Regions from separate parts of the Sus scrofa genome. Here region 1 is linked to region 2. Evidence: chromatin contacts called from public HiChIP or PLAC-seq data. All regions are on one chromosome and are shown on one strand. Each heading gives the region's core, a stretch centred on a gene start, on an enhancer-like site or on the middle of the called end of the contact. The rest is flanking DNA. Distances are from core to core; before and after follow the strand shown.

The links. HiChIP or PLAC-seq counts read pairs in DNA pulled down with a chosen protein or histone mark.
Region 1: an H3K27ac HiChIP or PLAC-seq map of skeletal muscle shows a contact between it and region 2. The contact joins two enhancer-like sites. A contact is called at or near these places in 1 of 47 Hi-C or Micro-C datasets (epiblast stem cells) and 1 of 2 datasets of contacts at active chromatin or transcription factors (skeletal muscle).

What each region holds. Positions count from the first base shown.
Region 1 is chr1:77,459,070-77,461,769 of Sscrofa11.1, reverse strand. All of the region lies in intron 3 of LOC102167874, which reads right to left. Among named protein-coding and RNA genes, the nearest start is that of REV3L, 60 kb to the right of the region's middle. Within about 2 kb of position 1,344, at least 12 of the 83 cell types and tissues checked have an H3K27ac peak or open chromatin away from gene starts, as enhancers often do. A contact at or near this core is called in skeletal muscle, where this site is marked.
Region 2 is chr1:77,332,064-77,334,872 of Sscrofa11.1, reverse strand. REV3L (DNA polymerase zeta catalytic subunit) reads left to right here. Exons shown (of 33, transcript XM_021091241.1): 3 at 1-144. The coding sequence starts at 50. Among named protein-coding and RNA genes, the nearest start is that of REV3L, 67 kb to the left of the region's middle. Within about 2 kb of position 1,507, at least 5 of the 83 cell types and tissues checked have an H3K27ac peak or open chromatin away from gene starts, as enhancers often do. A contact at or near this core is called in skeletal muscle, where this site is marked.

The sequences.
Region 1 (2,700 bases), core at 95-2,594, 130 kb before region 2:
AGATGAGAACACTGAGGCTCAATCAGGTTAATTGCCCAAGGTCAATTTCCATGAAAGGGCATATGTGGAGTTTGAGCCCAAGCAACTGACTCCAGCATCAAAGCTATGATCACTATGCCATTTGTCTGTAACATTAGAGTCACCAAGGAGCATTCCAAAACTGTTTGTGCCTGAGTCCCACCCCAGAGAGTCTGATTTAATTGGTCTGGGTTGGGGCCCAGGCAGGGACTTTTTTTTAATTTTTATTTTTTAAATTTTTATTTATTTTTTGTCTTTTTAGGGCCACACCCAAGGCATATGGAGGTTCCCAGGCTAGGAGTCAAATCAGAGCTGTAACTGCCACCCTACACCACAGCCACAGCAACGTGGGATCCGAGCCAAGTCTGTGACCTATACCACAGCTCACGGCAACGCCAGATCCTTAACCCACTGAGCGAGGTCAGGGATTAAACCTGCAACTTCATGGTTCCTAGTCGGATTCGCTTCCACTGTGCCACAACAGGAACTCTGAAGGTTTTTTTTTTAAAGCATGCAGATGATTCTACCACAGTCAGGTTGAAAACCCCAATATGTAACACAGTCTCTGTGCTTAAGTATAGCACACAAGTCAGCTGCTAGGAAGTGGTGGTGAATTCAAATCTGTATTGGTCTAGAGTTTGGTTCATTGCCTTCACCTTGATCACTACCACTTTCACTCCAGTACCACCTGACAATTTTCACAGAATATTTCAAGACACAAAAATAAAGGTTCCCAGTTAGCATATCTATGAAAGATGTTGCTTTCAAGAAATGTTTTCTTGGAGTTCCCGTCATGGCACAGTGGTTAACGAATCCGACTAGGAACCATGAGGTTGTGGGTTCAGTCCCTGGCCTTGCTCAGTAGGTTAGGGATCCGGCGTTGCTGTGAGCTGTGGTGTAGGTCACAGACTCAGCTTGGATCCCACATTGTCGTGGCTCTGGTGCAGGCCAGTGGCTACAGCTCCGATTTGACCCCGAGTCTGGGAACCTCCATATGCCACGGGAGCGGCCCTAGAAAAGGTAAAAAGACCAAAAAAAAAAAAAGAAATATTTTCTTGATTTCTTAAGTCATCTAAAACTGTCTTTTTCTTCTCCTCCTCCTCTTTCTTCCTTTTCATTTTTAAAGGTTTGGCCTCTGGAAAACATTCCAAGTATAATGGCAAAACATCTAGTTTTCCTATGAGCTTATAAAATGAAGTGGTTCTTCAGAGTAAACAAAAGATCTTTTCATCTAAAATTTTAATTGACACCAATTCAGCTCCCTGGGAATTAGTTCCAATGTTTGGCTCAGGTTTCTGGCACTGAGCACTGGGCCCTGGCCTCAAGCCTGCACTCGGTCACCTTACATCTGCACCTCAGGGCTTCTCGCCAAGAAGCTGGTCTCATGGCAGCACTACCCTATGGCTTAACATCCGAATGTTGAGCCTTGATACCCAGCCTGGCTGAAAGCAGGTCAAATGACTGCAACTCTGTTTAGCAAACAACTTAACAGGAGTCACCTGATGAACGATGGTAATACCTCTGACATTTCTGGAAGAAAAGAGAACCGATTTTCATTAGTTTGTCTAGGAACAGAGAAGGGTGTTTCTTAAAGTTTCATTTACAGCCAGAAATGTGTGGATTGATATAACCAACACATAAAAGGGGAAACATCTGTCACTTCTATTTGTAGCCATGTTTGTAGCAGCTCTTTCAGAAAGGAAGACTAGAGACCAGCTATCCTGGTCTGGGGGCTCTATAGTTGGGCTGTTCAAGATGGCTGTTCTCTCGCTCTCTCTACATCCCCTGCTCGACCTGGCCCTGCTTCATCCACATGACTATCCAATCTTCTTAATTACAGAGCTTAATTAGCCCTGGTAACTGATGAGCTCCTGGACGTAGATTCCCTCTATAAATGGCAGCCTCCTTCTCCCACAGGTAGTGAAGAGTGTAGCTATGTCCTGCCCACACGGTTGGGTGTGATCCAGGACCCTTTGTGGAAGATCCAGCTAGCCAATAAACCGTCGATGCTTCTGTTGCTCCCAGCTCTTTCTTCAGCTTCAGGCTGGGCAGTTACTAGGCTTGCAGGCCCATGGGGTGCAGCCCGAAAGGAGCAAGGCAGTGTCTGAAATTTGGTCTTCCCGCTAACCAGGTGGGTTTGGGCAGACAACTTAATCTCTTTGTGCCTCAGTTTCCTCATATATAAAATAAAGTTTGGGCTCATTAAATGAACTCTAAATCTGAGTCCTAAAATTGTATCACATGTATGAATATATATTTATAGTTCTTCTAATTTGGTGTAACCACTTGAAACTTCTTACCAGAGAAAATTTGAATTTGTAAAAATTGAGGTTGACATTAAAGAGGGAATTTAAGAACAAGGAATTGCAGAGTCTTCGCTGTAAGAAGCTAGATAGATAATATATTTCAGCTTCCTCATTTTATCTTCTCCCTCTTTGTCTTTTTCTTTCCTTTCTTCTATTTTCAACAAATATTTTATGAGTTCTGGAACACACCAGGCACTGAGGTAAGTGCTAGAGACCAAGACTGAGTCCTTAGCCTTAAAGAACTTCCAGGACAATAGACACAGACAAGGGAGCAGGTAATTAAAATAGAATGAGGAGATTTCCCATTGTGGCACAGCCAAAACGAAACCACCTAGTATCCAGGAGAATGCGGGTTTGATCACTGGCCTCACTCAGT
Region 2 (2,809 bases), core at 258-2,757:
TGTGCCATATGATGGTTATGGACAGCAGCCAGAAAGCTATCTTTCTCAGATGGCATTCAGTATCGACAGAGCACTTAATGTGGCTTTAGGCAAACCATCTTCCACTGCTCAGCACGTGTTCAAAGTGTCATTAGTATCAGGAATGTAAGTATATAATAACATCTTTTAAAATTCTGTGTTATCTGTATTTATGCTGCTCTCCTAGTTAAGAGAAAACATAACCAAATATACTTTGTTCATTTTTCTTTTACTTCTAATCTAAGGGCACTGGGGTGAATTTCTTACTATTTAAAAATTTTTTTGCAACAAAAGATAGATGGGTAACAGGGATTTTGGTTTTAACTTTTTCCACTTCTCTGCTTCTTAGAACTGTAGAAATTCATGTAATTCATTGGTCAGATATTTATTGAGAACCTTTTATGTGCCAGGCACTATTCTAGGTTCTTGGGATTGGTGAACAAAACTAAGATCCCTGTCCCCATGGAGGTTATAACATGAGATAATTTTATTTATTTATTGTGATAAATAAGTGCCGTAGAACAAAATATATAAAACAGGATAAGAAGGATCTGTAGCATGGGGTGGGGAAGTGGAGTGGTGGCAGTTTGTCATTGACAAGGTAAATTTGATGTTTGAGCTAAGACTTGAAGGTGAGGAAATGGGAACAAAATGGAGGCCAGATGACTGGAATGGAGGGGAAGGAGAGTGGACAAAATGAGGTTGGAGAGAAGTGAGAGGATAGAGATCTTATTGGCCAGTGGATCACCAAAGTCAGTTTTACGTAGTTTGACAGCCATGAGAATGCACCTCTCAGATCTCCAAATAACAAGGAGCATAATTGAACAATGGCCCCAGCTACCTCACTAAAATCTATCCATCTATCATCCCATATAAGCTGAAGCTGCTTTCCATAGGCTACTCCCAGTCAGTGACTAATAAACATGGCAAAGATGCTAAGGCAGACCTGTTTCTGGGAGACATTGAGGGCTCTTGGACAGCCTTTCTGAACTTTCATTAGAATCATACTGTACTAGAAGACACTTCCACCGATCTTCTCTCTGTCCCTCTCTCCCCACTTGGATCAGACCTGTATCTAAGTCTGGTAGTTGTCCCAGCCACTCCCAGATTCCTCCTTATATTCTCTCCAAGGAGTTTCCACTAATAAATTTCTTGCACATTTTGACATTTACTTCTTGAAGGACTCAGACTTAACACACTTGAGAACTTAGTTAAATATATTCTTTCATCCCACCCCAGACCTGATGACTCTAGTGGTGGGGCCCAGAAGTTTGTGTTTTAATAAGCCTTTCTGTCGATTCTGACACATACTCAAGTTTGAAAACCACTACAGTAAGCTATTCTAAGGACTTTAGCTTTTACTCTGAACTATTGCCTGCTTTTGAGCAGCCATGATGTAACTGAAACTTGAAAGGGTCACTTGAGCAACTATGAGAAGAATAAATCATGGGAGCATAAGATTAGTAGCAGGGAGGAGTTCCTTTGTGGCATAGCTGCTTACGGATCTGGTGTCATTTCTGCAGCAGCTTGGGTCGCCTGCTATGGCTGGATCCAATCTCTAGCCTGAGAATTTCCACCTGTCACAAGTGTGGCCAAAAAAAAAAAAAAAAAAAAAAAAAATAGTACAAGAAGGGAGAACATTAAGACTCTGTTTCATTAATTTGAGTGAGAAAATAAGGTGGCTTGAATGAGGACAGTAGCAGGAAGTGGTGAGAAGTAGTCAGCTCCTAGATCTGTTCTGAGTGTAGGATCACCAAGATTGCTATCTTTACTGGATGAGGTTTTAGAGAGGAGTCAAGGATGACTCCAGAATATTTAGTCCATGCAGGTGGAGCAGGCCGGCAGGAAAGATTTGAAGTTCATACTGGAACATATGAGTTGGATATATCTTTATGAAATCCATATTGAATCTGTCTGCTTCTTCCACCTTAATCCAGTTTTTCACCTGGACCACCACTTTATCGTTTTAATTGGATTTTCTTCTGTTCATGTCTCTCTCCAGAGCTGCACAAGTACTCTTCTTAAAATGTAAATTGGGTCCTGTTTAAAGTATTTAAAATCCTTGAGTGACTTCATATTGTTTATAAAATAAAACTTAAGCTTCTAACCATAGCCTATGTGATCTAATCCCTGCCTACCTCTGTAGCTTTGTTCACTGTGTTCCATCCAAAAGCACTGGTCTTTTTTCAATTCCTCTCATGTACTGAGCTCTTTCCTACCCTTGTACGTGCAGTTTCCTTTCTTTGAGTGCTCTACCCTTCCCCAATCCTTCACATCTTTCATATCTTCAGAGAAGTTTTCTCTCATTTCTCTTCTTAAAATAGGTTTTCATTTTTATTATTATTCTGTATCTTGGCCCATTCTTTGTTTCCTTTAGTGCTTACTGCAGTTTGCAGTTATTTTAATGTTTTGTTTGTTAATTTTTATGTGCTTATCCCACCAGCATGTACATTCTATGAGTAAAAAGAACATGTTTGTCTTGTCCATAATTATATCCCTAGCACTTCGTATGACATTGGGTCACTTAGTAGACATGGTTCAGAACTATTTGGTTGAATAAATGTATGAGGTGAAACAACCATCCTATGATAACAATAATTAGGTTAAAGATAATCATTAGCTAACTTTCATATACATATTCTTATTTCAAAGTTGAATCTCCAAAACAGCCTAGTGAAATGAATAGTCACCAATCTTCTGTATTTTTGATGGGCATTTGTTAAAAGCATAGCCATATTTTTAAGAATAGTTGAGTCACAAATCTAAACACTTAGAGGTAAAAGATGAGCTG